7 separate regions of the Mus musculus genome follow, and all the other regions are linked to region 1. A link is a contact called in public promoter capture Hi-C data. All regions are on one chromosome and are shown on one strand. The core of a region is the stretch at or near the end of the contact, and the rest is flanking DNA. Distances in the headings are between cores, read along the strand shown.

The links. Promoter capture Hi-C pulls out the DNA fragments that hold promoters and counts their contacts.
Region 2: a promoter capture Hi-C map of pre-B cells shows a contact between it and region 1, with 4 times the contacts expected there. The contact joins the promoter of Ndst2 here to the promoter of Vdac2 in region 1. A contact is called at or near these places in 9 of 39 promoter capture datasets (the 3T3-L1 cell line, the C10 cell line, the HPC-7 cell line and 6 more), 2 of 484 Hi-C or Micro-C datasets (the G1E-ER4 cell line and embryonic stem cells), 1 of 115 datasets of contacts at active chromatin or transcription factors (astrocytes) and 1 of 9 other capture datasets (adipose tissue).
Region 3: a contact with region 1 is called in a promoter capture Hi-C map of hippocampal neurons, with 4 times the contacts expected there. The contact joins the enhancer-like site here to the promoter of Vdac2 in region 1. A contact is called at or near these places in 10 of 39 promoter capture datasets (the 3T3-L1 cell line, cranial neural crest, frontonasal cranial neural crest and 6 more), 2 of 484 Hi-C or Micro-C datasets (cumulus cells and stem cell-derived motor neurons) and 6 of 115 datasets of contacts at active chromatin or transcription factors (differentiating embryonic stem cells, embryonic stem cells, epiblast stem cells and 3 more).
Region 4: a promoter capture Hi-C map of pre-B cells shows a contact between it and region 1, with 7 times the contacts expected there. The contact joins the promoter of 1810062O18Rik here to the promoter of Vdac2 in region 1. A contact is called at or near these places in 2 of 39 promoter capture datasets (liver and pre-B cells), 2 of 484 Hi-C or Micro-C datasets (CD4 T cells and embryonic stem cells), 1 of 115 datasets of contacts at active chromatin or transcription factors (bone marrow-derived dendritic cells) and 1 of 9 other capture datasets (adipose tissue).
Region 5: a contact with region 1 is called in a promoter capture Hi-C map of pre-B cells, with 5 times the contacts expected there. The contact joins the promoter of Sec24c here to the promoter of Vdac2 in region 1. A contact is called at or near these places in 3 of 39 promoter capture datasets (the C10 cell line and pre-B cells) and 1 of 9 other capture datasets (liver).
Region 6: a promoter capture Hi-C map of pre-B cells shows a contact between it and region 1, with 5 times the contacts expected there. The contact joins the promoter of Chchd1 here to the promoter of Vdac2 in region 1. A contact is called at or near these places in 11 of 39 promoter capture datasets (the 3T3-L1 cell line, 3T3-L1-derived adipocytes, the C10 cell line and 7 more), 2 of 484 Hi-C or Micro-C datasets (LSK cells and erythroblasts) and 2 of 115 datasets of contacts at active chromatin or transcription factors (epiblast stem cells and pancreatic cancer cells).
Region 7: a contact with region 1 is called in a promoter capture Hi-C map of hematopoietic stem and progenitor cells, with 3 times the contacts expected there. The contact joins the promoter of Anxa7 here to the promoter of Vdac2 in region 1. A contact is called at or near these places in 2 of 39 promoter capture datasets (hematopoietic stem and progenitor cells and pre-B cells) and 1 of 9 other capture datasets (liver).

What each region holds. Positions count from the first base shown.
Region 1 is chr14:21,829,863-21,833,822 of GRCm38.p6, forward strand. Vdac2 (voltage-dependent anion channel 2) reads left to right here and starts at 1,699. Exons shown (of 10, transcript NM_011695.2): 1 at 1,699-1,805; 2 at 1,989-2,047; 3 at 3,022-3,090; 4 at 3,939-3,960. The coding sequence starts at 2,014.
Region 2 is chr14:20,732,549-20,736,833 of GRCm38.p6, forward strand. Ndst2 (N-deacetylase/N-sulfotransferase (heparan glucosaminyl) 2) reads right to left here and starts at 2,014. Exons shown (of 15, transcript NM_010811.2): 1 at 1,667-2,014; 2 at 1,002-1,096. Camk2g (calcium/calmodulin-dependent protein kinase II gamma) reads right to left here. Exons shown (of 21, transcript NM_001360186.1): 21 at 2,325-4,285.
Region 3 is chr14:23,384,458-23,388,826 of GRCm38.p6, forward strand. Kcnma1 (potassium large conductance calcium-activated channel, subfamily M, alpha member 1) reads right to left here. Exons shown (of 28, transcript NM_001253364.1): 20 at 1,803-1,896. Among named protein-coding and RNA genes, the nearest start is that of 5430425E15Rik, 120 kb to the right of the region's middle. Within about 2 kb of position 1,759, at least 12 of the 459 cell types and tissues checked have an H3K27ac peak or open chromatin away from gene starts, as enhancers often do. A contact at or near this core is called in second pharyngeal arch cranial neural crest, where this site is marked.
Region 4 is chr14:20,543,588-20,547,658 of GRCm38.p6, forward strand. 1810062O18Rik (RIKEN cDNA 1810062O18 gene) reads left to right here and starts at 2,706. Exons shown (of 6, transcript NR_033571.1): 1 at 2,706-2,757. It overlaps Ppp3cb (protein phosphatase 3, catalytic subunit, beta isoform), which reads right to left and starts at 2,986. Exons shown (of 14, transcript NM_008914.3): 1 at 2,769-2,986. The coding sequence starts at 2,853.
Region 5 is chr14:20,673,067-20,677,034 of GRCm38.p6, forward strand. It overlaps Sec24c (Sec24 related gene family, member C (S. cerevisiae)), which reads left to right and starts at 1,255. Exons shown (of 23, transcript NM_172596.2): 1 at 1,255-1,322; 2 at 2,892-3,091. The coding sequence starts at 2,920.
Region 6 is chr14:20,700,401-20,704,702 of GRCm38.p6, forward strand. Chchd1 (coiled-coil-helix-coiled-coil-helix domain containing 1) reads left to right here and starts at 2,627. Exons shown (of 3, transcript NM_025366.3): 1 at 2,627-2,797; 2 at 2,890-3,008; 3 at 3,721-4,025. The coding sequence starts at 2,674. The coding sequence ends at 3,834. 6230400D17Rik (RIKEN cDNA 6230400D17 gene) reads right to left here and starts at 2,699. Exons shown (of 1, transcript NR_029446.1): 1 at 1,612-2,699. Gm25328 (a small nuclear RNA gene) reads left to right here and starts at 1,123; the gene lies at 1,123-1,229.
Region 7 is chr14:20,477,665-20,481,816 of GRCm38.p6, forward strand. Anxa7 (annexin A7) reads right to left here and starts at 2,469. Exons shown (of 13, transcript NM_001110794.1): 1 at 2,231-2,469.

The sequences.
Region 1 (3,960 bases), core at 449-2,948:
GACTCTTCCCATTTCACTTTTTACAACACAATTCCAGCTGTGAGCAGGTGAGGTTGCTGGCTAGCCTTGCTCCTGGGAGAGAAACATACCAGAGTGTAACTTTAAACTTGGGTGTTGGATTGGGGGGAGCCCACCTAGCCATCTTTCCTCCGGCTTAGGAGGAGAGTGATGACTTAACAGTACTTGAGTAGAGGAAGAGTTCAGAGACGATTGAGTCATGAGTGCATATGTGTGGGTGTCTTTGCTCTCAGTCCAACTGTATGTCTATTGAAGATTATTAAACAGCATCTTAGAGATGAGGGAATTGAGGTCCACAGGCTAAATTATTTGAGTTTATTGAGCTGAAGTGTCAGTTGTCTCCATTTTAAATCTTCTGTATGGCTGACGTGTGTGTGTGTGTGTGTTTTGAACAGTGTCTACTGCTCTTCACCTTTTACAGAATTTAGAGAACACGGTTTGCAGGCCAGGTTGACAGAGCCCCCGTGACCCTCTTGTTTCTATTTCTGGAACTACTACTGGCTTTTAATGTGGGTGTTGGGTGCTGGGGATCCGAGCTCAGGTCCCCTTGCATGCACAGCAAGATAAGGGTTCTTACTCACTGAGCCTCCGATTCTATCTTTATTATCCTGTTTGCCTCACCCTGTAGTTTAGCCTCAAACTGGTCTCTATTATTATTATTTCAAGACAGGGTTTTTCTGTATTGCCCTTGCTGTCCTGGAACTCTCTCTGTAGACCAGGCTGGCCTCGAATTCAGAAATCCACCTGCCTCTGCCTCCCAAGTGCTGGGATTAAAGGTGTGCACCACCACTATCCAGCGGTCTCTTATCTTTATTAACCTTTTGCCTCACTCTGTAGTTTAGCCTCAATCTGGTGTAATTTCTCTGCCGCCCAGATCTGGGACTACAGGTATAGGCATCAGGACTGGCTGCTCCCTCCCTCTTCTGGCATATCTAAAGAACTTGAGAGCAGCATTCTAATGACTGGTCAGCATGAATCCTACAGTTATTCCCTTGTCTCTCCAGGCCTCTCAACCAGGGGAAGCTTCTCTTCCTAGAGCAGGATGTGCTTCTGCGCGTGTGTGAACCCATACCATATATGGGTGAGACGGAGGCTGCAGGAGCGCAACCCTGAGGCTCCGAGAGAAATGCCCAGAGACTGGCTCAAGTTTGTTCCTTTGGAGCCCAGCCTAGTCCCAGCAGGGGAGGACATGGCGGTGGGCGGTGAACCGAGATGGGAAGAGCATGGAGGCTGCACTTGGGGAGAGTGTTTCATCCCCCTCAACCCGGACCTTAAGTTCAGACCTCCAGGCTGGGACTCAGGGAGGAGGCTGAGAGGGTGCACGTGACCCTGCGGGGCACATCGCCCCGCCCCGTCGCGACTCGCGTGGCCACTCCCATCCTGACCGCGCGGGTGCCGTTGCGCCGCCTCCGCCGTTCCCAGGTCCTCGCCTCTGGGGCTGTCCTGGACATTGCCTAACCCGAGGCCCCGCAGCTCCTGCTCGCCCCGTCCCCGCCGGACGGTCCGAGACCGCTCACCCAAGGAGACCGCCGTGCTCTCGACCCACGTGGTCACTCCGGAGCAGGTGGGAGTGGGCAGCGGGCGGAGCGGCAAGGACAGGCGCGGTAGACAGCCCGGGCGGCCGCGGCGGGGACCTGGCTGGGGGAGGCCAGGCTTGCGGCGGGGCGCAACGGTGTCTCCTTCACTTCGCCCTCCAGCCGCGGTGGCTGCAGCGCAACTTTCAGATAGCGGAGTGGCCTCAGCTGCGAGCCGAGCGGTGGCGGCAGCGCCCCTCAGGACACCCGCAGGTACTATGGTGCCCGCCTCTTGCCGACTCTGGGGCCTTAGGGCGGGCCGGCAGCCTGAGTGAACTCAGGGCGGCCCTGGTCCCCTAAGATGGCCGCAGCGGCCCCGGCCCCTTTCTCTAATGTCCGAGCTCCCCAGGGGACCCTTTGACTGTCCCCTGACCGCACTTCTTGTCCCTTTCACAGATCACCTTTTCCCCGCGACTTCGCCATGGCTGAGTGCTGTGTACCGGTATGCCCACGGCGTAAGTAGCACAAGAGGTGTTTGCGCGATGGGGCCATGGGGGCTGTGCTGTTCCTCTTTAGAGAACCATACCTTGTTCCGCCGTGGCCCACATGATGCCTGCAAAGACTTGGAAAGTTTGCTTCTTTGCGCGCCCCCTAAGTCTTACACTGCCACTCTGTTGACGGACGTGGTGCTGGGCTGTTGGGTTGCAGATAGGGGGGCTCGCGCCTGGGGCGTTGGTCCTTGGCCGCACCCACCCTTGGCTTTTGGATATGTTACTTACAAATCCGAAAGCAAAACACTTAGTTGTTGAATTCCATCTTGGGGTTCGGGGGGGGGGGGCGGAGAGTTAGAGCAGTCACTTTGCAAGAGGAAGTAGTTCGCTGTCTGCCTGCACAGGTCGAGTGCACTACAAGGTCATTACACGTGTTCCTAAGGGCGTGGATGTGCACTGGAGAATGAATGAGCTGCTCCTGGAGCTCGGATTCCTTGCCCTTAAGCCTCACGTTGTCGGAGGACTTGGGGGACCGTAGTAATGTGTTTAAAGTGCCATTTGATATTTAGTTGCTGTAGACATAGATGGTTGTATTTTTTGCCCGTGTCTCAATTGTGCCAGTTCCCAGAGTGTTGGTTTTGATTTTGGAAGTCCTTCCCAAAGGTTTGTTAGGGGAGAACGCCTAAGCTTAAATTTTGGTTTTTATCTCCGTTAAATCAGTCACCTTGAGTTTTGGCAACTGTGTAGGCAGTAGACACTTATGTTTAGGAATTAGAAAGGCTTCCCCCATTCTTAAAACTTGGTAGAAATGTCCCAGGTTTGTATTACCACATAGCTATTTAGAAATAAGTTTTTGTTATGGGTGGCTACTTTAGAATAACATTTATTGAAGTTCTAGTGGCATCAAAACCCACTCCGGTTGAACTGCTTGAATGTAAATGTTAGCAGTAGGTCCTAGTAGTAGCTCACATTAACTGTAGAATGTTTCTTTTGACTAGCGATGTGTATCCCTCCACCCTATGCTGACCTCGGCAAAGCTGCCAGAGACATTTTCAACAAAGGATTTGGTAAGGACTTTTTTCCCTTTTAAACATAAAAGAGAAAAATATATGCTTGGACCTCTTGAAAAAAGTTAATTGCTTTGCTTTTCTAGACTGAATACCCTGCTGCACTCATGCCTCTGCCAGCTGCATGTGTACCCCACTTTCTTAGCCTTTCTTCGGTCACAATTGAAAAGCTTGTTCTTTTTATTTTGTTGTTGTTTTTTGGTTTTGTTTCAAGACAGGCTTTCTCTCTGTAGTCCTGGCTGTCCTGGAACTCACTCTGTAGACCAGGCTGGCCTTGAACTCTCAGATCTACCTGCCTCTGCCTCCCAAGTGATGGGAGGCGAGTACCACCCCACTCCCCACCCCCTAGGGAGAGGGGAAAGCCTGTACTTTATTCTTTTAAGTGACAGTTCAGACCATGGTTGGATAGAGCTGCCTAGAATTACTGTTTTATTTTTGTGGTTATGACTCTGGGTAGGTGGAAACCTTAGAGTTTTGAGTCAATTTTTGTGCTTTCTTGAAAATTGATTGTTTTGCACATACCACTACCCCTTGCTCTTTGGTGATACCCTTTTGGGATAAAAGTCCTAAGTGTGTTGCCATAAACAGTAGGCCAGTCTGAGGAACTGATTTTTAATCTAACGTTTAAAAATGGCTTGAAAAGGGTGCGGCAGGAAGTGGAGCCAGTTATAGGACACTAGGCAGCGCTACTGTCACCTTAGCAGAGCTGACTGCTTGTAAATGTTCCTTCATGTGCTGTGCATTTGTCCATTTCTGTCCCGGACTTTGGGATTATGTTCACAGTACTTTGAGTGTGGGTATACGTCTTTTCTGCAGAAGAATCATATCTTTGCCCTCTCTTTTTGAAGGCTTTGGGCTGGTGAAGCTGGA
Region 2 (4,285 bases), core at 764-3,263, 1.1 Mb before region 1:
AAGGCAGAGGCAGGACGATCTCTGAGTTTGAGGCCAGTCTGGTCTATAGGGCGAGTTCTAGGACAGCCAGGGCTACATGGAGGAGCACTTTCTTAAAAAAAAACCAAACCAAACCAAACCACCACTACCAACCAACGACAAAACCAATGTGCAAATGGTAAACACTTAAAGGAGACTTCAAATGGTTGTGGGTTTTGGTTTTCAGTGCCAGTGATGGGATATGTGGTCTTGCACAGGCTAGGCACGTGCTCTCCCAGGAGTTCCAACCTCAGGTCCTAGAGTTTTAATCCTTTCCTAAGGGAGTGGATTTGCAGACACCGTAGTAGTAGTAGTAGTAGTTGTTGTTCTTCTCTTCTCTTCTCTTCTTTTCTTTATTTCTTTCTTTCTTCCCCTCCCCCTCCTCCTCTTCCTCTTCTTCTTTTGGTTTTTTGAGACAGGGTTTCTCTGTGTAGCCCTGGCTGTCCTGGAACTCACTCTGTAGACCAGGCTGCCTCGAACTCAGAAATCCACCTGCCTCTGCCTCCCGAGTGCTAGGATTAAAGGTGTGTGCCACCACGCCCGGCTCTCTCTCTCTCTTGTTTATTTTTACTTATGTACTTTATGGATATAGGTACTTTGTCTACATGTACATCTGCACACCAGAAGACAGCATCAGATTGTAGGCCACCATGTGGGTGCTGAGGACTGAACTCAGGGCCTTTGGAAGTTTGGAACCACTAAGCTACCTCTCCAGCCCCAACAATACTTTTCATTTGAGACACACTGCAAGTACTTGCTCAGCCACACAAACAGAAGGTGAAGCAACTGGCGTCACTGAGCAGAGGGCACAAACTGATAAGCTCTTGTGGTCAGTAGTTTAGGATATCTTAAAAGTTTATCAGTAAATGCAAGAAGCACCTGTATTTAATGTCAGCTCTAACAGTTATGAAAACACATATAACTAGTAGTAGTTCCATTTTACACACGCATAATTTCTGGCCCAGAGAAGTTTAGTAACTTACCCGAGATTACAAAGCTCCGTTTGTGGATGAACTGGGATTCAAAGGTCAGGCCTGTCAACCTCCTGTGTTGTAACCACTGTATTTTAGCTTCATACCTAGAGGAAGCCAGTGAGATTTAGAGAGGGGATCATGTGAGAACTTTTGGTGGGGGAGCAGTGGGATGACTAAGTTGGAGGAAGAACATGTGTGTGGCAGTGGAAAGTTTCTGAGGAAGGAGAAACCTAAGGGTCGTCTGCCAAAGTGGGCAGCAAATACAGGGTCAGGGTGGGCTGGAGGTGTGGGCCCACCACTGGAATAAACAACAGGGGCCACGCTGTGGGAGGAAGGACCTGACCTTGAGGATAGAAGGACCCTCCTGCGGGAACTACGGGAAATGGGGAGCCCACAGGTGGGGGAGCTGGAGGGAAAGGGGCAGGGGTGCGGCCGAGAGTTGGCATCCAGACAGGCACTGGGTTTAAGAACCCCGTGTGCCCTGGGCGGAGTGGCCAGAATAAGGCAACTGAGGGGAGGCCAGCGGCTGGGACTCGGGGCAGGGTGCACAGGGCCAGATGGGTGGTCGCCCAGGACGACCCTGCGGGTGGTTTCGGTGGCGACACTCGCAGGAAGTCTGATCGCGAAAACCGAGGGCGACCGTGGACGGGAGACTGCTCTCAAAGATGGCTCACCCGGTGGAGTGGGCGGCGTCCCCGCTGTCCCCGGGCCCTGCCGCGTCCCGGGGCTGCCCGGCTTCCCTGCTCGCGGGGCCTCGGGCCGCGTCGCGGCGGCTCCGCCATCTCCGAGCGAACGCTCCGCCGCAGTCGGGCTCAAGTACCGCTCCCACCAGGGGGAGGCGGCGCGCTGCGGCTCGTGGTGCCCGCTCAGGTCCGCGCGCTCCCCGAGCGTGGCCGCTGCGTGACCGGGACCTGGGATAAGCCGACGGCCCTCCGCAGTGCTCAGCCCAGCCGCAGCCTCCCAGCCCTCCGGCCTCGCGCTCAGCCCACCAGGGTGGACCCCGTCCTCCACGCCGGGTGGCACAGTCTGCGGAGCGTCGGGGCGGGCCCAGGGCCCAGGCCTGTCCACTCAGACCCGCGGAGGAGGGAGCCCGCGTACCAAGGGCGGGGCCACCTCCGCCTGGGGCGGGGCGAAGACTCGGCCCACCGCCTAAGAGGCTACTTCCTCCCTGCCACCCCCCAATACAGCAGCCCAGGCTGAGTTTATGAGAAGTTTTCTTCCTTGCTCCCCAAGGGAATGGGCAAAAAGATGTTCGTCTCCTAGTGAAGCCTTGTCACGCAGGCTGCTAAAATCTAAGCCCACGGCTACGAGCCTCCAACAGCAATAACACAATGGACTGTTTAAAGGTTATTTTATTAAATATCTTCAAGGTTTCATTGTAACAAAGCTATGAAGGGACTACCAACATTCAGAACAAACACTATTTTAAATTATTTCTATGTCATCATGCAAAAGTTCTGCATCAAATGCCTTCCATTTCCTGTTTAAAAGGTGGTTTGTTTTTTAAATAGTCTATTAATAGTCTATAGATGCTGACATTAGCCCCAGAAGTGGAGTAAGAACGCTAAGAAGTGGGGCTGGAGCAGCCACATGAAGCTATGGGTCTCAAAGAGCTCTAAGACCATTTGTTGTCTTCAAGCCAGCAAAACCAAACCCTGTGATGAAGGTATCTGTTGGCTGGCACTGCAGGCTGCAGGGCAGGAAGGGTCTAGGGTCCAGGGTCTGAGGCATGCACAAGTGCTTGAGGAGCCTGGCTAAATTCAAGCACCAGCACCCATGCGTTTGTTCTCTTCTCAGCTGGCTCCATACTCTGTAGTTCTCTTTTCCCAGCTCCTGTGCCTCCTGAAGGTCACCCAAGGAGCTGAAATCTACCCCCCCCCCCAATGCAGATAATGTGCAGTTGTTTGGTGGGAGGGAACCAAGACTATGACCAATTGCCTCTTCCATTATCTTCTCTGTTATCTGCCTAAGGTACAGACCTTTTCTTCCTGGAATGGACCTCCTTGAGCACAGAGAGGGACAATGAATGCAGGAGCCTTGGCTCTGGACCCCTTTGTGGGTACATGCAGGCGAGGGGGTGATGCCCATGCAGATTGTCCAGCAGAAAAGTCTATACTTCGGTTGGTCAATAAAGAGCCTCTTTAAAGAGGACACTTCTCACCCAAGCAGTCAGTTCGATCTCAAACCCAGGGAAAGAGTTGGGCGTGCAGCATGGGAAGAAGGGAGGCAGCCCAGAGGGCAGCCAGAATGCATAGAAACAACCACCAACTCTTACCCACTGCCTCACTCCTCCCATCCCACAGGGGCACTTGGCAGAGGGCCCAGGCCTAGATGAGGGTCAGCATGGGGACCACCACCATGAAAATACAAGACAAAGATGGTCCAGATCAGCACACAAACAACTGCCAAAAGTGGCAAAAGGAGCCCTGGCCAACGACTTCTGGATCTCTCCTTGTTATGTCAGGAAAACCAACAGGAAACAAAGTAGCAATCCCTCCCCCTTTCCACCAGCAGAAATCGGGCCTCAGTCTCAGGCCCACGTGCATTGTGCATCCTCTAGAAATGGATGAGTTAAGTGCATGTCAGACGAACTCGAGGTTTCTCATTGGCGGACACACTTCTGCAGCACCAATTCTCTTCCTGTCTACGCTAACTGGACCGGTACAGCAAAGTCCAGGCTTTCAGTCCTGAGGCCACGCCTCACAGCTGCCTCCACACACAGCAGGCTGGCAGTGCTGCATTCTCTCCAATGTAGGTCCAGCGGCCACGGTGTTTGCGTCTTTCTCATACTAGGTGTCAATGCATGGTCTGACGAAGTCCACTCCTAGAACTGGGGTGATCAGGCCACCTCTGGGGCTGCAACCACACCATGGCTTTGTCCATGACCAAAGCTCTGTCAAGAGTCCTTGCCTGGTCCCCCTGAATCCATGGGGGCCTGAGGCCAAGCTCACCTCTTCAATACTGGTGGGTGAGCCCACTGTTCATGCCTGGATGAGCATCACACAAACTCCTGTCTCCTTGCAAGCCAAGGGCTATCAGTTGTTTTAAAACGCATCATGGTATGAATTCCGTTTTTTTAAACAATCTTATTTTCTTTTTTTTTTTTTCTTAAATGTAAAAAACACCTCGGTACAGCAGAGACAGACACGAAGGGCGGGCGGGAGGGCTGCATGCAGGGGCGTGCATTGGCTGCTGCCGCTTTGTAATTGAATTGTTTTAAACCTCAAACGAACAGGACCGCCGCTGTCACTCAGGCCCTCCAGAGTCACTGGCTGCGAAGGTTCAACCTCCAG
Region 3 (4,369 bases), core at 509-3,008, 1.6 Mb after region 1:
GGGGAAGCAAGAATGCAGACAAGTGGGAATTAGAAACAATCAATACTGCATCCCAGTAATCACAGGGAGAGGGTCCATGGCTGGGAAAGAGGCACACAATGTCAGGGAGGCACATAGTTCCCGAAGAGGGAACATTTGGGATATACAGTGCTAAAATCTCCCTCTCCCCTCTCCTCCCCTCTCGTCCCTCTCCCCTCTCTCCCCTCTCCCCTCTCTCCCTTCTCCCCTCTCCTTCTCCCCCCTCTCCCTCTCCCTTCTCCTCTCCTTCTCCCCTCTCCCTCCTCTACCTCTCCGTCTCCCTCTCCTTCTCTTTCTCTCTCTCTCCCTCCCTCCTTTACCCTTCCCCTCTCTCTCTCTCCCTCCCTTCCTCCCTCCTCATCTCCTCCTCTCCCCCTCCCCTTCCCATTTCTCTCTCTCTCTCTCTCTCTCTCTCTCTCTCTCTCTCTCTCTCTCTCTCTCTTACACACACACACACACACACACACACACACACACACACACACACACGGAGACCAAAGGACAACTTCAAGTGTCATACCTTGGGCACCTTCCATCTTTTCTTTGGAGACAGTCTTTCACTGAGTGAGAACTAACCAAGTAGTCTAGGGTGGATGGCATGCAAGCCCCAGGAATCTACCAGTCTCCCTCTCTCCAGTTTTAGGATTACCCATGAGTTTCTGTACTTGGCTACTCCCCAGTACCCATGGATTGTAGATATGCCTTTACATTTGTAAGATAAATACTTTTACCCTTTGGACTGCCTTCACAGGCCCTGAAATCTTTGCCATGTATAGTGTTGGGGAATTAGGATGTCTGAGAAAACAGATGGTAGTGTCGGGAGACAATCAAAGAAACAAAGCTGACACAAGATGAATTTGTCCAAACAGGAACCTGTAGAGTTGTATTGAAATTCTGTTGCATTCGCTGTTTCTTAGATGATGTCTTGGGGGGCGGGAGGAAGGGAAGGAAAGATAGATCAATAAAGAGAGGGAGGGAGGGAGGGATGGAGGGAGAGAGGGAGGGAAGGAGAGAGGGAGGGAGGGAAGGAAAGAGGAAGGGAAGAAGGGAGGGAGGGAGGGAGGGAGGGAGGGAGGAAGGAAGGAAGGAAGGAAGGAAGGAAGGAAGGAAGGAAGGAAGGAAGGAAGGAAGGAAGGAAGGGAGGGAGGAAGGAAAGAGGAAGGAAGAAGCACACCCAGCTCCATAATTAATATTGCTTTTAACCTAAGCAGAACTGGATTGCTTCTGAACTTTGCTTTGGCAAGCCCACAGATTATTAAACTTTTTTTTTTCTCAGTCAAAATCAATTAGCAGAAATTTGATTTCCATTGACAGGATAAAAGGAAGGTAATCTTCAGGTTCATTTTTTATTGTGATGATACATCTCACATATGGCCTTAAGTACAGAAACCAGTCCTCAGAGGGACTCCAGCAGAAAGAGTCTTGCCGCAGGCAAACTAACCACAGAGTCCCTCTGATTGGCTCCCAGCGTCATTAGTGCCACTGCTGTTTAGTAACTACACACAGACAGGACATGGTGACAGCTAAGACTTTAAAGCCTATGTATTTTTCAAACAGCTTTTCAAACTGTTTTTCGTGACAGAATTTTTTCAGCTCTATCATTAACTGCTGACAAGCTGACAGAATAAATACTCCAGCCTTTAAGAAGCCATCTAACGATCTGGCTCCCCTCCCCCCATGGAGCTGAGTAGGGAGGGAGGTCTGGGCCTGGGCTTGGGCAGGTGGGGAAGCCAGTGAAGGAGCTGGGGAAGTGACCATGCCGGGGTTGAGGGGGGCCTGCTTACCTCATCAGCTTCGGGGAGGTGTTGGGCGAGTTCCTCATGCCCCCATTACGTTGTTTTTTTTTTGGTGACAGGGTTGGCGGCTGCTCATCTTCAACTGCAAATACAGGCAGCTTGTGAGATTATGAACAGTTTGAGGGCAGACTGCGAAACACAGGCAAGATATCAAAGGACACACATTCAAGGCTCAGTCACTCACTAGAAAGGCAGGGCTGTCTTTAGAGGCCCCATGACAAAGACTGGATGCGTTAGTCAGTGAGACCAGCTGAGAGGAGGTTGAAGCAATATTGCTTTATGCTCCAACCCTTGAGCATGCACTGTAAACAGACTAGAACAATATATAAATGCCCTGGCATATTAAGGAAGGTAAGAAATAATGATTTATCTACACACAAAAAAATCACGTCATTATTCTTGAGTTAATTTTGGTTAAGAGTTAATACTTTGCTTGGTTGAACAATTGAAATGAATTTTCTTGTAACCAAAATCAGAAACAGCGTTGTATTTGAGGAAGCAGATTAAATGCCAGCCTGCCGCCTTTCCAAATGAACCATCTTAACTGGTTCCCAATCCTTGCACCTACAGCAAGAATCTTGAGGAAAGGCAGAAATCCCAGGCCTTGGTTGCCCATGGTTCCCAATGGGCCAGGAACACTAGTGCATGTAGGCTCAAGAGTTCCCAGGCCAGCTCAGCTCTCCTCCCTGCCGCTGTGCCAGGGAGGGTACTTGGTGCTGGTGAAGAACATTGGCATGAAGGAAGAGGTGGCTACTGAATGATGCCTCTTAATGATATGGCGGATGGGGATAGAGGGTGGTGGAGAGGAGGGGCTGGAAACCATAGACTGCTTTCCAAATGTCTAAACCACACAGGCCACTAAGCAAGGTGAAGCTTCACTCACAGACAAGACAGAGCAGTAGAGTCTGCTGCTCTTGTCCAAAGCTACCCGCTAATAACTGCTGGAGATGGATTAGCCCGCACCATGCTTGGTTTGTAAAGAGAGATGCTGGATAATCAGCATCTTTGCGCAGCCTGTCTTCCAGGGGCATGTGCCATAAAATTCCAGTCCTGCTCTCCCCACCCCCACACAGTCCAGGCTAAAGCTGTGATGCTGAGAAGGAGATCTAGGATCCTCAGATTCTTAGAGTTGATTGTCACACAGACTAGGAGGAAACAGCCCTGAAACTCGGAATGCATGGAAGTTACCTTAAAGCTAAGAAGAGAACCATTAGTAGCGACAACATCAAAAGAAGCTTGGTATATGTTAACATGTATGAGGCTTAGATGAGGGTGGGGAGGGTGGCTAGGCCAGCTCAGCTGCTTGCTATTGTCCAGAAGACCCATAACAGAACATGCATCTTACAGTGCTTCCCTGAAAACCCTAAATAAACATAGGCGGTTAGGACACACAGCACCACAGGTATTCGAACAATCTAAGCATACTCCAGATCGGCTTCAGAATCTCCCACTTTTGTTTTTTTTTAAATATTTATTTATTTATTATATGTAAATACACTGTAGCTGTCCTCAGACACTCCAGAAGAGGGAGTCAGATCTTGTTATGGATGGTTGTGAGCCACCATGTGGTTGCTGGGATTTGAACTCCTGACCTTCGGAAGAGCAGTCGGGTGCTCTTACCCACTGAGCCATCTCACCAGCCCAGAATCTCCCACTTCTTAGGAGTAGCTTTTCTACTGTCAATTTGGGGTTACCTCATTCTGACTGACCCAAGGCAAAGGGAAAATGGTGTGTCAAGGTGAGAAAGGCAGAAAGGCTGTGCAAAGGCTCCCAACCCCAGGCTCTCTCCCACCTGCTCCATACTACACTCCCACCCCCACCTCCCACCCTAGGCTCCACTCAGGCTGAGACCCTATCAGTCACTTAGCGCTCCAGGCTGGGACTATGTGGCTGGGAGGATATCACATCTTATCAGAAATGAGTATCCACAGCAAATCACACCGAGACTAAACAGCACTTAAAAGATTAAAGGAAATAAATACAAGCCACATAAATGGTATTGAAAAAAAAAAAAAAACACTTAGGGTTGATATGCATCTCTCAGCTGGCAAACAGGCACTCTGGGTTTGACCTGAATTCATCTTTCTTTCAGAGGACAGGAGGTAGGCAACCAAAGCAATTGGAGGCCAGATGAAGTGTGAGTGTGTGTGCACGTGCTCACACATGTGCCTAGGTATACTTTTGCATTTTTCTGGCTTAGGCTGCAGAAGGAAGTCTCACATTGGTCCTTCGCATAATACAAGGGTATATCTTTTAGTGTGTGGGGCCACCATTGCACTGCAACTGTGGGACCTGGGGGGCTGCTAGTACACCACTTCAGTGAGTTTTTATGTGAGTTCATGAGGATGTTTATTGGGAGGTACAAACTATACTTTTCCTTTCATGAGCTCACAGTGCAACATCCCAAAAGGTCTTTCATCCAGCCTAGTTGACAACGGCTGGGTTTACCTGAGAACCCTGCATATTACCATGGTTGTGGCAAATTGTGGAAAGGGTCTCTATTCGTCCCTCACACTGGCTGTTCTGCTGGCTTCTTTTGCTTAACTTTTTCTTCC
Region 4 (4,071 bases), core at 1,456-3,955, 1.3 Mb before region 1:
TTCCAAAGGATCTAAGTTGGGTTTCCAACACCCATATGGCTAAGAGCCTTCTGTAACTCAAATTACACAGGATATAACACCCTCTTCTGGCTTCATGGGACACTATACACATGTGGTACATATGGTGACATGAATGCCTAAAACATCCATACACATAAAAGAAAATCAATCTAAAAAGAAAAAAATAATACATGTCCATAAAATAAAGGTCTTTAAAATAGAAGCGTTGAGTCTAAAATTTAAAGACAAAAAAGGAAAAGTTCCAAAGAGGAAAAGACTACTTGTACTCAATTCTAATGGCAGTTTCCTCATAATCTGATGATGTTGAGTCTATGCAAAGCTAGGGAAGTGTCCTGGACTTACAAAACCTGAGCTTTACTTACATGCTGTTGTTGTTTTACTTATTTATCTTTTAAGACAGGGTGCATTATGTAGCTCCGGCTAGCCTGAAACTTGCTATGTAGACCAGACTGGCCTCAAAATTAACAGCAACTTCCTGCCTCTGCCTCCAGTGTGGTGGGATTAAAGGCATGTGACCACAGTATCAGGAATTCTAATACATTCCACATAGAAATGAAAGTTGTCACCATGAAGAAGATACAACTAATACACAACATGCATTAACCATACGTTTATAACTGAAATTTCCCAAACAAGCTCCTTTCCTACTAAGAAAATGGTTTTCATTTCAAAACAATAAACTGTAAATGGCTATGTATTAGACTCACAACTCACCCCTAAAGAATCTGCCTTCTGCTTGCAACTCGTTTTTCCTTCATTAAAGCAGTATGAGAAAAAGATTGCTACATAAATGACAAGGAACAAGATTCACAAAAGGACAACATAAATACATGATTTGGGAATGTGACTAGTTACGTCAGCTATTATTCTGGTGAAAAGTATCCAGAAAAATAAGCACACAGGAAATATAGTTAAGAAAATGAAGAAGCAGGCAATGGCCTGTTTCAACCCCCACCTATACAATTACAGAAATTAATAGGATCAATGCCTGATCTTCTATCCTTCAAGAAAAAAAAAAATCCCAGAAAAAGAAGCTCATAAACTATTCATTCTAGGGGCTGGTGAGATAGCTCAGCGAGTAAGAGCACTGACTGATCTTCCAGAGGTCCTGAGTTCAAATCCCAGCAAACACATGGTGGCTCACAACCATCTGAAATGAGATCTGACACCCTCTTCTGGTACGTCTGAAGTCAGCAACAGTCTACTTATTTATAATAATAAAATAAATCTTTGAGAAAAAAACCTATTCATTCTTTTTTTAAAATTTATTTAATGTATATGAGTACACTGTCACTGTCTCCAGACACACCAGAAGAGGCATCAGATCCCATGACAGATGGTTGTGAGCTACCATGTGGCTGCTAGGAACTGAACTCAGACTTCTGGAAGAGCAGTCAGTGCTCTTACCCGCTCTTACTCCAGTCCTATTTAGTTCATTCTAATGCTTAACCCAACCACATATGTCATGCTTTAAGAACCTAAAGTGCAGATTGAAAACAGAAAAAACACAGGTGGGCAGTGGTGGCGTACACCTTTGATTGGGCTCTTAAGAAGCAGAGGCAGGCATATCTCTGAGTTCCAGACCAGCCTACTTTCCAAGTTCCTGGCTAAGACTACGCAAAAAAGCCCTATCTCGAAAAACCAGCACACATACATACATACATACATACACACACACACACACACACGAGAAAAGGGTTTGTTTTAAAATATTTTAATGGCAAACCATGGTCACAATTCAAAGCAAAGCTAGCAGTATTTAAACACTGTGCCAGTCTATACTTGAGACACTGAATTTGAAAATTAAAATAACTTTAAAAATGAGCATAATCTAAATGACGAAATCTTCATTTTACGATTTCTGCTTATTGACTGCAAAATAAAGAAAAATAATTTCAGTTCTTAATATTCTTAATCCATAGTATTAGTGTGGTAGATGGGCTCTCTCTGAGAGCCTGGACTTTTAAGGAACTTTCAACTGCCTCTCAATTTAATTTAAATAAATCTGTTTATCTGTACACACACGTCCTCCCTGGCTCAGAAGAATTTCACTTTTCCTTCTAAAGAGTAAGTCGTGTGTTTAGAGGCGGCTTGTAAAACCCTTTCTGTTAAGTGTACCACTTCCTATACATGGGACTTTTTTGCCTCCTCTTTGTAAGATGGCTTTTTCCCCTGCCCCGCAGCTACGTCTGGGTTCCTAGGTCACCCCGGGATCCTTCATCCTGGTCCAGTCCCATACGGTTTTCCCGATTTCCGCGCGGGGTGGCATCTGAGGGCCGAGCGCAAACCCCCTGCGGCTGGCGCTAGCTAGGCGTTGTCACCCGGGAGCAGGCGTGGGCCAGAACGCGGGCGAGTCCAACGGCGTGCGGCTAAGGGGTTCCGGGGCCCCTCGGTGCGCCCGGGCAAGCCGGGAGTGCAGCTGTCGAGGAGCCGGAAGCTCTTAACGCGGGCGCCGCGCCGACCACAGGCAAAGCAGGAAAGAAAGGGGCTCACTGCGGCGGACGGCCCTGAGCCCGCGTTAGCGACAGCCCGCGCACGACGCCCGCCCGGGCCTGCAGGGCGAGCGGGAGACCGAGGAGCAGCCTACGCCTCGGCCCGGCCCAGCGGGGACCCGCCCAGGGGCCACTCCCCAAGGGAGGCAGCCAGTCACTCGCCCGCCCCGCCAGGCCCGCTCCTGAGGGGACGGACTCCCGCCCGCCCTCACACCGCGCCTCACGCCAGGCCCCCAGGCTTCGGGTACCTCTCACCTTTGACGACGCGGTCGGCCCCGAGAGGGGGCGGTGGGGGCGGGGGCGGGGGCGGCGCGGCCCGGGCCGGCTCCGGGGCGGCCATGCTGGGCCCGGGGCTCGGCTAGGTGCCGGGACGGGCGGGGTTGGGGGCGGGGGCGGCGGCTACCAGAGCCAAGCGGCGGCGCCGCCGGGGAACATGGCGGACCCTCTTTCCCTTCAGAGGGGCTAAGACCGTCATGCATCGCGCGTGCAGGGGCGGGGGCGGGACAAGCTCCAGGGACTTGAGCAAAATTACCGAGGCTACTACAGAAACGGAAACAGTCCAAGGGATCAGGTGAAAATTCCGTACATGCAGAAAGACAAACCAGTAAAGAGAGGTTGCAGATTAAACTGAGGGGCTGTTGATAAAATGCAAGGGGAAAAAAGGACGGTTTTTTGGCCGCTTTGGAGCCCAGGAAAATGAAGAGGTGTAATTTGATCTCAGAATTTCCCAGGCCTAGACAAATATATGACAATTTATCTACAAAATCTAAGTGATAATACTATGGCCAGAGAGAAAAATGAAAGAAGCATCAGGGAATCTATAGAGTGGCATTATCATTTAAAATGAAATTTTCCCTTTAATACCAGACCTCAGGAGGCAGGGGAAGGCAGAACTCTGTAAGTTCAAGTCTAGCTAGGTCTAACCACTCAGGGCAACAAAGTGAGACTGTCTCAACAAAACGGGGCCCTAGAGAGTTGCATAGAATTCGAACTCTTGCTTTGAGAGTTTGGAAAAGTCCAAAGGCACATAAATTCAGCTGGAAAAGTCTAAGCACCACGATTTAAGAACCAAAATGGATCAAGGGAAGTAGGGAATGACACCAAGAGGTGTCCTGAGAACCTGTAAGATTCCCCTGGAAAGCCATTGCCTCTCTCGTAATTCACTGAGCAAATAAATTTGAAGGCAGAGAGATGGTTCAATGGATAAAGGTGCTTGCAGCCAAGGACTGTGATTTAAGTTCCTTAGGACTAATCCCCATGGCCGAAGGAGACAATGGAAAGAAGGAATTAGACTCCTTCTAGTCTGACATCTACTAAAACTTGTAAATAAAGAAATGAAATAGAAAAAAATGGAAAGCAGAGACTAAGTAGGTAGAAAATAGGAAATTAGTTCCTTATCTTTGTACATACTCGGAATTTGAATTTGGGCAACTTGCAGAAACAGATCCAAGTTGACCAGCATCCAAGAGGTCAAGAAACAAGTACAGGTGGTCCTTAACAGTTATTAATAAGATGCTCAGATGCTGAAGGCATAGGCCACCAAACCCAGTAATGGAAC
Region 5 (3,968 bases), core at 5-2,504, 1.2 Mb before region 1:
GGTGACAAAGAACACTGGCTGCTTTTCCAGGTGACTTGGGTTTGATTTCCAGCATCCATGTATCTTACAAGATTTGTTAACTCCAGTTCCAGGGGATCCAGTGCCCTCTTCTGGCCTCTGCAGGTACTGTAGTCACAAAGTGCACAGATACACATTCAGGCAAAACACCCATACATAAGACATTTTAAAACAAGCTAGACAGAAACAACTGACTGGTTAGTAACTGACATGCAAACTTAAATGCCCATTTTTCTCTAAGCATGCATTACTGTGTAACTACCATTACGTAGGAAAAAACCCCACAAAACAGTTTGCCTACTCTATTCATGAACCTAAGTTGGCCCAAAGAAGTGCTTAAAGCATAACAGCACAGAAAGAATTCCAATGCATGCAACGGAGAGGTTGGAAGCATAAAAAGTGGGAGTTCACGGTGATCATGGGTTATATATCCAGTTTCAGGATAGTCTGCCTATAAATTGAGATCCAGTCTCAAAAAACTGATTAGAGGATAAAAGAGCAATAATCATTTATTAGTTAACATTGTTCTCTGAAGAGTCTTATGATTACTGAAAGAATTGTAGCTCTTTTAACAGAGAGCAGGGAGGTCTTTATATTCTGGTAGAGTTACCTCTATTAAAAAAAGGGCAAGGCATAAAATGGTAACTAATCTTTATTGAATAAACATTATACTGAACAATCTTAGGAAACGTCTCTAAATTCATCCCAATTCACTGTTCGACACGAATTCTTTTCATTAAAGAAGTAAACCGGGGCAGAAGTTGTCCAAACATTGAACTAATCGGCCCAAAGTCGAGGGTTAGAACCCACCCTACCACTACCACGTGTGGCTCAAAGGTCAGGGTGAGCTCTACCGTAGGGACGCAAATCAACGGGGTGAAAGGTTAACAGGAAGTGGATACAAGACTAGCTGTCCTTAAAGTCAACACACGACGAAGGGAGCGTTACTAAAAATAATCTGACCTAGTTTTCTCAATACCCTCTCAGCTGGTAAAGCCATAAAAAAAGTCTGGAAAATGTGGAAAAATCTGGAAAGGAAAGAAAAAAAAAAAAAAAAAAAAAAGCATGAAACTCAGCAATACTTTACAGACTGCGTCCATGACGGGATACACCACATACGCATGCGCAACATCCGGGTTTCCGGAAGCGTGCCTAAGGCCGACGTGGCAGAAGGAGTGGCCTAGCCCTAGAGCATGGGGCGGAACTTCCGGGGACGGCACGCCAGCCCCCCCCCCCTCGGAACCGGAAGTTGAGCCTGGGAGCCTTGACGTTAGGAACGAAGTCGAACCTGGATCTGGAGCCGGGTGAGGAGTGGCATCGCGAGGTTGCGTGGTGGGGAGGAATGCTGAGGAGAGGCCAGGGTATTTTTGGCCTGATCGCTGTCCGGTTTTAGAGGAAAGGGAGGAGCCTGGAGGCGGGGCCTAGAAAGAGACCCTCACCTCTCGCATCTGTGGCCGGCGATCGGTCTTAGGTCCCCGGACCCCTCCCTTCACCTCCTGGCCCAGGTTCCGGCTCGCTTCGCCCTCCCAGCATGTTGAAGGGCATTAGAGGATTGGTCTTTACTGCTTAGTGAACCGGCCCTCTTCGTGGCCCTAGAGGCTGGCTTGGCTTCCGGATCTCGATCTCTGGAGCGCTCAAGCCTCCGCATCTCGGGTACTTTCAGAGTTCTAGGAAGCTTGCCCCGCCCCTTTCGGTTGTCACCCTCGGCTATCCCCCTAGAATGGAGTCAAGATTGGAGTTTGACTCTGAGCTTATTCGGTCCCTCAGCCTCCTTCAGGAAATTAAAGGGAGAGGGACGTTTCCCAGGCTTGATGTTGGTGGCATGTGCAACGTTTAGCGTTTGGAAGGACTGTTCTAAAATGGCTTTGACTTTACAGAGTTTTCAGTCCGGCAGCGGTTTAGCTTCTGGGCTCTCCTAGCAAAGAGAAACCTATTGTTCTACTGCAGCACCTGAAAGGAGGTCTCACTCTTCCTGGGCCTCTTCTGCCTGTATAATAACTAGAAGGATGTTTAGATCTCCAGTCCCCTTGTTGGAATGACCCCTGAAAAGGACCTCCAACTCATCCTTCTGTTCCTGGGCAAGATTGCAATAGTTTGATAGCGACCTATCAAACAAACCTTAGAACAGAAACAATTACAGGCATGCTCTTGGATGTAGAATACCCATAGTCCTCTGCTTGAGACATGAGATGAATGACCTTTGCCATGGAATATTGCTACTTTTTTTTTATCTTAAATGTTTCATTTGTGAGGTTAATACATTCTGTTCATGGAAAGACTGGGGTCAGAGTAACATTTGGATTATTGTAGGTCAGACAAAGAATACTGTTTCTCCCAAATAGCTACTTTACAGTTTTTCTTTGTGTGTGTGTGTGTGTGTGTGTGTGTGTGTGTGTGTGTGTGTTTGAACAAAACCTAGTACATTTGAAGTTATTCTGTTTTGGGGGATGAATGGATGACTTGGTGGTAGATACAATGAATGGAAAGTGGAAACATTGCTTTATTTACCTGTAACATCATGGTAGTTATCAGGCAGAGGACTCTGTGTGACTGCCTGGACACTGAAAGTCATACCACTGGAGAATGGCTGCTGCTGTTCTGTTCCATTAAGTCTGTCTGAAGTTGAAATTTATACCTTCTTGGCAGTGACACAACATGGGGTTCACAGTAACAAAACCCTTGCTTTGAAGAAAGTGACTGCATACTGGCGGGGCAGGAAGTTTCTGAGATCCTGTAGTAGTGTGGGAATAGTTCAACTGATCACAGCCTGATAAGGTCAATCCCTTTTCATCTCTTCCTTCCTTCCCTGAATAGTTGCTCCCTCCGTAGAAAGTTTGTTTTGACTGATTTCGTTCTTTTCCTTCATTCAATAGGTGAGATCAAATCGGGGATGCTCTCATAATGAATGTCAACCAGTCAGCTCCACCTGTTCCACCATATGGGCAGAACCAGCCCATCTACCCAGGGTATCATCAGTCGAGTTATGGTGGGCAACCAGGACCTGCAGCCCCTGCTACTCCCTATGGAGCCTACAATGGCCCAGTGCCAGGTTATCAGCAGGCACCTCCTCAAGGTATGTTTTGAGCTAGGGAAGGGAATGAGCAGTCTTCAGGTTCGATTGTGTTGCTTTAACAAAGCTGCTTAGGTCCTGTGACTGAGGAACATGAGTCTGACTCTTTGAAAATGAAGGCCCTGGGAATAGTCTTGTCTCGCCTCGTTTTTACATGTGACTGTTCTACCTAAGCCACCTAGGAAGAATGCATCTTCCAGATTCAGCAACAGCTCACTTTGGTGGGTGTCACCCTGGACAGCATCATTACTGTTACTGTATTACTGAGAGCTGGATGGAAGGGTTGTGGTCATAGCTCTTGTGTTGCCTGTTGACTTTGTCTCCCTGAAGTCACTTGTTCCTCATATGTGTTGAAAATGCCTCTTATTTGACTTCTGGTTCTTACTATAATACTACTCTGGGACACATATGTGTGTAAATGAATCTGAGTGTAAAAGTGTTTTTGTATGCTTGACATAGGGTACTCCCTGGATCTTTTACTGTCTTTATTTTCCTTTGCTTGGGTTTCCTCTTCTTGAATGTTGTGTGATGTGAGTGAAATAAGAGACTCTTGTGTTGCATTAGATTCTCTGTGTATCTCTTGGGGAGGAGTTGAATGTCGGCCCCGTGTATATATGCTTTAGTGTTGAGCTACGCTGCTGCCAGTCCTCAGCTTTGTTTGATATTACTTTTCCAAGAAAGGTAGCTGGCCCTCCACATGCTAACCTGGCACATCTTATAAAGTTATTAATAGTAGACTTTTGGTTGTGCTGGCTGAAGAGGTAGAGGATGCCAAACTCTGTGAGTCTTTTGTTGTTGTTTTCCAGACAGGATTTCTCTGGATATCCCTGGCCATCCTGAAACTCTCTCTGTAGACCACACTGGCCTGGAACTCAGAGAT
Region 6 (4,302 bases), core at 1,377-3,876, 1.1 Mb before region 1:
TCAAGTCATCAATTTCAGTGCAGTGCTGATTTCTACAGCAAAGTAAGTATTATACAAGTACAAGCCTAAATCAGAACTCAGGTGTGCTGTGCACCAGGAAGGGTAAGTGACGCTTATGCAGGTGCAGGGTCCTGGCCATTCCACCACCTCACTGGAACACTCACCTCTCTAGGACCTTTATGCAAAGTGAGCGTGCTGGTCACGAATGGTTGTTGCTGGAGAGTGAGGCCTGCTTTTTGCTCAGTGCTTGCCAGACTCCTTTATCCCTCTCATTATATAAATAATCATAAAAGGCCAGGGCAAATCAGGTGCTCCATTTCCACAAGGGAAAGAACTATGAATAACCACACAGTACTATACCAGTGAAAAAGCTTTACTGTCATATAAAAACAGCAACAAGAAGTTTTTCAGGTTTGCGGCTCAGCTACAAGGCATACAGCACCATCACTTGCTGCAGGTTATGGGTACTCATGGTACCCATGGGTACTCGTGGTAGAGGTTTGTAATAGTCTTTTATTTACTACCAGAGTATGGCTAGAACACAAGTGTTACTGTGTTTATTTTATCATCTCAGGTTTCATTTTATATAATAAACTGATTTTTCCAGTGTCTTCTACATGGTTTCTTTATTACATTTGTTTATTATGTGTATGTGTGTAGTAGCTTGTACTACCCTGTACTTGTATATATCATAAGAGTCAGTTTTCTTTCTGCCATGTGGTCTCAAGGACTAAACTCAACAGACTTAGTGGCAGCACCTCTATTCACCAAGTGAGCCATTTTGCTGGCCTGTATTTGCTTATTTTGGGGGATTGAGGTGATAAAATTGGAGACTTGTAAAAAATAATGGTAAACACTTTTCCTTTCTCATTTCATTATTTTATTTATTTTTTGTTTGTTTCATTAAGGCAGGGTCATGTTATATGGCCCTGGCTTGCCAAGTACTCATTATATGTAACTTAGGCTGGTTTCAAACTCTTTAATCTGTCTCCTGCCTCAATTTCCCAAGTGCTTGGATTGTAGGCATATGCCACGCCTGGCATAGCTATTTTTAGCATGAACAAGATACACAAAGGCTCGTCTCATTTTAAACATTTAAGAGATATTTAAAAATATTTTTCCGTGCTCGCTTTGGCAGCCTATATACTAAAACGGGGACGATACAGAGAAGATTAGCATGGCCCTTGCACAAGGATGACACGCAAATTCGTGAAGTGTTCCATAGTTTTGTAAAGTGGATAAAAAAGATTTGTTAGCAAATGCAAATTAAAGTTTGGGAAAGAAAAGAAATTTACCCATGTGTGCGTTCGAGGTGTTGGTAGAAGTAATTATGAGCCCTGCAACGTGGATGCTGGAAACCAAACAGTCCTCTGGAAGAGCTAAAAACACTCTTTAAGCACGGAGCTACCTCTCCAGACCCTGAGCTAGCTAAGATTTCAAAGTAGATGTTGGGGTACATAAGGTCACAAACAATATAAATGTGTGTGACAATAAAAAAGGTGCCTTGATGGCTGCCGGTAGGGTGTGGTAAGAGAGGGAAAACCCCTCTGATGTGAACCCAGTGTTAATCTTGGGATTCGCCAGAAAAACGAAGTCCACCATTTTGGGCTAAATTTAAAGCAAGCTTTATTAGATACTAAATACTGACCAAAAGATGGACTTTTTGGTCAGGCCCATTCCTGGAATTTCCCTCCTGAATTAGCTATGTGACTCCGGAAGAAAGGCATCCACGTAGGCTATCAAGGGAGAATTCCAAACATCTGAGGTAAAAAATGTCAGCAAATATACCTTGCTCTAAAGTAGACATCATATAAACTACAGGACTGCTGGATTCCGCTTCCATTAGCAGAAATGTCTTGAATTCATTTGCAAATACCAAAGAATCTATATATAGCACATCTTTTGATTCGGTTTTGTAAACAGTTAAGTCAAACACTCAAGTCCAACAAATCACAACTGGAGGTCTATAAAAAGAAGTGATATAGTTGCTCTAATATTAAATGTTGTGTATGTCACACGTAAATGTTACAACGTTCACCCTACTGTGCGATCATTCCAAACGAGTAAACAGTATCTACCTAGCAGTCCATGTAAGAGTTGTAAAAAGCAACCATTTTATTATTTTGGTTTTTCTGCTACAGAGTTTCTCTGTGTAGCCCTGGCAGTCCTGGAGACCAGGCTGGCCTCAAACTCAGATCCGCCTGCCTCCCCGCCTCCCCGCCTCCCCACCTCCCCAGTGCCGGGATTTAAAGGCGAGCGTCACCACCGCCTGGCAAAAGGAATCATCATTCTCACAGACTTGTTAAAACAAAAGTCCTTTGCAATCCAAAATCCTTAACTCCAGCCCCACGGGATCCAACGCCTTCCCCTGGCCGCCACGGACGCGGCACTCACGTGGTGCCCACACGCAGACACCGACTCACAAATAAGTGGCAGCCGCGGACACGGGGCCCCTGAATCCTGCCGGGTCCCGAGCACGCAAAGGGCGCGCACAACCTATAGCATCCTAACCTGCTGTCGGCTGCCGGCCCGACGGGGTTCGAATCCAGTGTCACCGTGAGGCCAAGACCCGGAAAGTGCGCGCACAGCTGCCCGTTGTCCGCACGCCAAGCGCGTAGAGGTCAAGAGGGGTCACGCACGGCGCCGCGGAGCCTACTGGGAACGCTGTGCAAAATGGCGACGCCCAGTCTACGCGGCCGCCTGGCGCGGTTTGCGAACCCGGGAAAACCTATACTGAAACCCAACAAGCCTCTTATCTTAGCTAACCGCGTCGGGAACCGACGTAGAGAAAAGGGAGGTGAGCACTTGGAGCGGGGGCGGCTAGGTAATCTCGGGGGAGAGGTGTTAGGTCGCCCTGTGGCTGAAGGTCTCCCAGTTCTTCCCCTCCAGAGGCAACCTGTATCACGGAGATGTCGATGATGATGGCTTGCTGGAAGCAGAATGAATTCCGCGACGAGGCGTGCAGGAAAGAGATCCAGGACTTCTTCGATTGTTCTTCCAGGGCTCAGGTGATGTCTGGCTCCTAGCGTGCCTTCTTGGGAAAAGAAAGGGGAATACAAAGAAATGGTTCAAGCCGGGCGTGGTGGCGCACGCCTTTAATCCCAGCACTTGGGAGGCAGAGGCAGGTGGATTTCTGAGTTCGAGGCCAGCCTGGTCTACAAAGTGAGTGCCAGGACAGCCAGGGCTACACAGAGAAACCCTGTCTCGAAAAACCAAAAAAAAAAAACCAAACGCAAAGAAATGGTTCACACCGCCCTGTGTTAAATTATGTACAGAGTCTCCCATTCATCTGTGACTGGCTCACCCTCACCAAAGTGAGAAAAAGCTAAGTTTTGTCATAGGTTGATCTTCACTAATTTGCTAGCCAGAATAGTAGTTTGAGATGATAACAATCATTTGTACATCCCCAATCCCTTTAAATCCCCTTTTTGTTCCTTTGGGTTTTTTGTTTGTTTGTTTGGGGTGTGTGTGTGTGTGTGTGTGTGTGTATGTGTGTAAGTGCTTGCGTGCTTGAAAATGCAGGGACACATCTGTGGGCACCAGTGCTGTGTGGTGGCCTGAGGTAAACGTCTGGAATTTTCCTCCATTCCTCTTCCACTTTATTCCTTGAGGCAGGGTCTCTTGGGGTTTGGAATATTATAAAAATTATGGGTCTAGGTCAGAATAAGCTAAAGAACTGTGACTTTGTTTTTTGTTTTCTGTTTTCTGTTGTGTTTTCAGGAAGCCAGGAAGATGAGATCAATCCAGGAGTCTCTGGGACAGTCCGAGAGTTTATCTCCCCACAAGATGACCAAGTTGTTACAGAGATTTCCCAACAAATCTCATCTCATCTGAAAATGGAGAAATATTTTCAATGAACTCTCATTTCCAAAAGCTATACAGAGAGGCACGTTTGGGAGGTTTGCGGTTTGCATTTGCATTGCTACGAGTTTTTGAAGGGTAAAATGAGGCAAAATACTTAATTTTGCTCTTTTGAATGAATCGTATTCTGGATGCTGTCTTGAAATAAAATCCTCTAAAAAGAAGTTGGCCATTTCTTCTAATTAGCTGCTTCTCCTCACACCTCCAGCCCCATCCTGAAGAGGAATATCTCTGCCTTTCCCTTCACTGGGCAAGCACCCAACCTCTGAGCCAACCTGAGCACGTCCTTTCTTGGGCTCTATAATCTCCCCAAACCCTGGAAGTTCTTTATTCCTGGGATGCTCTTCATTTCCTTTCTTTTGTTTTGTTTTTGTTTTTTTTTTGTTTTTTTTCTTTTTCTTTTTTGAAAGAGAGTTTCTCTGTGTATTCCTGGCTGTCCTG
Region 7 (4,152 bases), core at 1,219-3,718, 1.4 Mb before region 1:
GGGAGAACTGACTGGGGAGGTGACTGTGTAAAGTGCTTGCTACAGAGGTCTGAAGATCTGAATTCAGATCCCCAGAAGCTGGGCAAGCTAGCTCGGATCTCTAATTCCAGCACCTCTGTGGTGAGATGGGAGGTAAAGACCAAGAAATCCCCTTAAGTTTCCAGGCCAGCTAGCCTGGTGTATGGATAGGTAGCCAGAGACCCACACCCAAGACTTTCCTGACCTCCATATGCACATTGTGGCATGTGCACCCAGCCCCACAAACTTGTACACACATGCATGTACACACACAGATAAAAGAGTGAATCACTCCAATGACAAAGTTCTATTTCTACATTTTAACTACTATATTAAATCTTACCTTTAAGGGCCTAGAGGACTTATACCAAGATTTTTAAAACAAAACAAAAATAAATAAAGCAAAGATTATCTAGGTATTAGCATATGAAAAACTGAAACAATTTCAGTGCACCTTGAAGATTATTAAGTACCAGAAATGAAATGCCATTTCCATATAGGTCACAGAAATACCTTCACAAATGCACATTTATATAGGTACTAGGCTATTCATCATAGCATCATCTGTAATAGGAAAAGTAGTTCAAGATAATCTAAACATCACTTAGCGATAAGTGAATCATGAATATTCATAAAGTGAAGCTATAAACTATACACCTTCTAAAAGTCCTTTTAAAAAATCCATTAATAAAACCATCTACCACACGTGGTAAATTAAACAAAGCCAGGTGGAAAACAAGCGTTCTGCTAAAGAAATACACCCATTTTCTTCTCTCAGTAAACAAGCTCACAGGAAGGAGACAGGGAAGCAGAAAAGGGTGCAGCCTGACTGGGAGAGTGCATGCAGGTGTGTGTGGGGTGTGTGTGGGGTGTGGGTGTGTATGTGGGGGGTATAACGACAAAGCAGCTCATTTTTTCATGGCCTTTTAGCCCCTTTAAACATTGCTCATGTGATCACTTCAAAAAGTAGACTTTAAACTTTTTGTAAAAGGCTAACAAACCCTAGGGTGACTCAACAAATTACTCAGCTCTGCTGAAGTTAACAGGACTCTTCTGAGTGAACCAGAGCTTTTGTTTTCCCTTTAACAATGTTACAAACAACCTTTAGAAAAACTTGGAAAATCCAATCTTGGTTCTCCAAACCATCTCCACCCAGTGAGTCAGTTAGTAAAAGGGTGGATCTATGTCAGTCTCTCAACTGGCAAGAGGCCTAAGAAGTTAAGGGTGGGGTTGGGGGTGGGGACCGGTGACAAACTGGGAAGGGAAACAGGAAGTGTGACTTAGGCCAGGCAAGAACAGAAACAGTTTCCCAAAAGCCGCCTCTAGGTTCCGGAAGGGCCATTTAAAGCAATGACTGAGGATAACAGGGAAACAGGGCTTAGTCCTCTGCGTGGGAAGGTAGCCCTCTACTTAACCACGAGGGCTAAAGGGTGGTTTAAGTTTGCGGGAGCAAAATTATTTACTCCACTTGTTTCTAATGATTTCCTGGCCTAAACCGTAGCTCACTACACTTGTACTGTAATTGGGGCAGATTGCTTTATCAGAATGGCTCGCTATCACCTGGCAGCAATTAAGGAATGTAATGGATAACAGTAAAATACCTTTCGTCTTTTCACTTGGTTTAGCCATTCCCCTCTGCATCTTGCTTACCTAGACGGCTGATATGGGTCAAGGACAAGGAAAAAAAAATCTAGATTGTTACTGGAATAGTTTCCAAGAATTTTAAACCGGAGCTTACATATCAGGCTTGTGAATTCTGCCCTAGATGTCATTAAGCACGGCACAAATTCCTCAAGTTCCTCTAAATTTGCTGTGTCACCAAAAAGTCTAGTCACTAGCCAAAGCCAGCTTTCGGAGCTGCTAGTCGGCCTTCTGGCAAGGGGCTTCACCAGGGCCACCATCGGGCCTTAAGTCCGCCACTTGCGGCCCAACTGACCGAAAGCGGGGTACCACTGCTGCCTGGCATCCCACTCTAAGCCTAACAGAGTGATTTACCCACAGACCTTCCCAGTCCTCCAGCACGCAGGGAAAGCATGCCCAACCCACCCCAAACACCCGAAACGCGTCCGAGTCCGCGTCCGCCACCCGGAGGCCCACCTCGTTAGGACACGCGCGGGGCTCTACGACTACGGTTGGAAGACCAGACCAGGGACTGGGAACGAGCTGACTGACCGACGGAAGAACAGCAAGGGGAGGGGGTGCGAGTCCTCACCTGAACGAGAAAGCAGCGTCACACCCTAGCCCGCTTTCCTGCAATATGGAGCCAGAGGGCGTGGCGCATGGGCGGCGCGAGGGTGCTAGCTGCTTGGACCGCCCCCAAGCTCGGGCGGGACGCTGCGCCCCTCAGGTGGCTCAGCTAGTTTTAACACGTGTCTATATCTCAGCGAGGTAAATCTACTCCAGGTGGTGCTACTGTAGAAAGGAACTGCAGCTTTGGGTGGAGCCGCGCAAGTGGGCGGAGCAGAGGGACTCAAAGATAGAGAGCTCCAGGCCTCCGGGGATCCTGAGAACCTAGGTTTGTTTCATGTGACTATAGGGAATTGTGAGTAGACAGAACTGGAGTTGAATTAAACAAAACTAAGCAGGGTTCAAAGTTCTACTGGTCCATTAGTGTTAAACTCACCATATATAGAACTAAGTATTTGAGGCACTTACATGGAAAGAAAACATACACAGAGACATAGTGAAGTGATGAATGGAGGTTACAGGTCAACCAAATGTTCACCTCTTTTTTTTTTTTTTTTTTTTTTTTTTTTTTTTTTTTTTAAGGTTGGTCTTACTGGGACTGATGGGCAGTAAGGCAAGAATGGCTGATCAGTGAGCTCCTGGGATTCACGTATGCATTTTCAGTGATAGAATTACAGGCTGGCATTTGCACCTGACTGAGCCAGCTCTCCACCATGGCTTTCACTTTCACGACAAAATTGTATTTGGGTATGTAAGCCTGAGCATGACTTGTAGGGATTGTTTCCCTTCCTCTACCATGTGATTTTCAGGGATGGAATTCAGGTCATAAGGCTCCACGGTAAACACTTGGGTAAGGCATGGAGACAAATGCCTTCACACCTCAGCACACGCCAATTCCACTATACTACAGTTTTTAAAAAAGTTTATTTGTATAAGATATATTTCTGAGTGTGGGCACATGTGGAGGTCAGAGGACAACTTGGAAGAGGAGACAGTGCTCCCTTTCCACCATGTAGGTTGAGAGAATGCCACTGTGTTTTCCAGGCTTGGCTGCAAGGCCCATTTACCACTGGGCCATCTCACAGGCCCAAGGCACTTTCACTTGATATTTGAAACATAAAATTTAAAATAAGGTAAGCCAGGCAGTGGTGGCGCACACCTTTAATCCCAGCACTTAGGAGGCTGAGGCAGTTGAATTTCTGAATTCGAGGCCAGGCTGGTCTACAGAGTGAGTTCCAGGACAGTCAGGGCTACACAGAGAAATCCTGTCTCAAAAAGCCAAAAAGCCAAAAAAAAAAAAAAAAAAAAAAAAAAAAAATTGAAAGAAGGTAGTTTTTTGTTTTCATTGTTACATCCCAGAAGTAAAAGGTATCCTGGAATCCTCTGGTATTCCTGGAGCCAAGGAATAGCAGAGTCACACCACACATCAAACCTTACAGAATAGACTTGGCAAAGAAGCAGTGAAGAAGTGAGCAGAAAGCAGGCTTTCTATCCGGTGTCTTGGCGGGGAGGTGCAGACCTTTCCAGGGTGGCCAGATCATGAGCTTCTTTTTCTGTAGGGCGGGGCCTGGCCACTCCCACTCTTCTGTTCGAGTAGCCTGTGGGGTGGAGCCTGGCAGCTGGAGGTCTCTAGGTGCTTCATACAAGGGGAGTCTCTGCACATGGCTGCCCAAGTTGGTGTGAAAGCCAACATTTGTGCTACTCGTGTAATATCTAAGAAAACATTGTACAAATTCATGAAGATTTATATATTCTAAGCATTGAAGTTCTTTAGATCTCTGATCCATTTTAAAGTGTTTGAGGCTGGGTCTTCATATAGCTCAAGCTGACCTCAAAACTTGCTGTGCGACCACAGATGAGCTTGAACTGATCCTTCTTCCTCTACCTCCTGAGTGCTGTCGATTTTGTTGACTTTAGCCTTGCTGTGTAGCCAGGACAGCCTCCCAG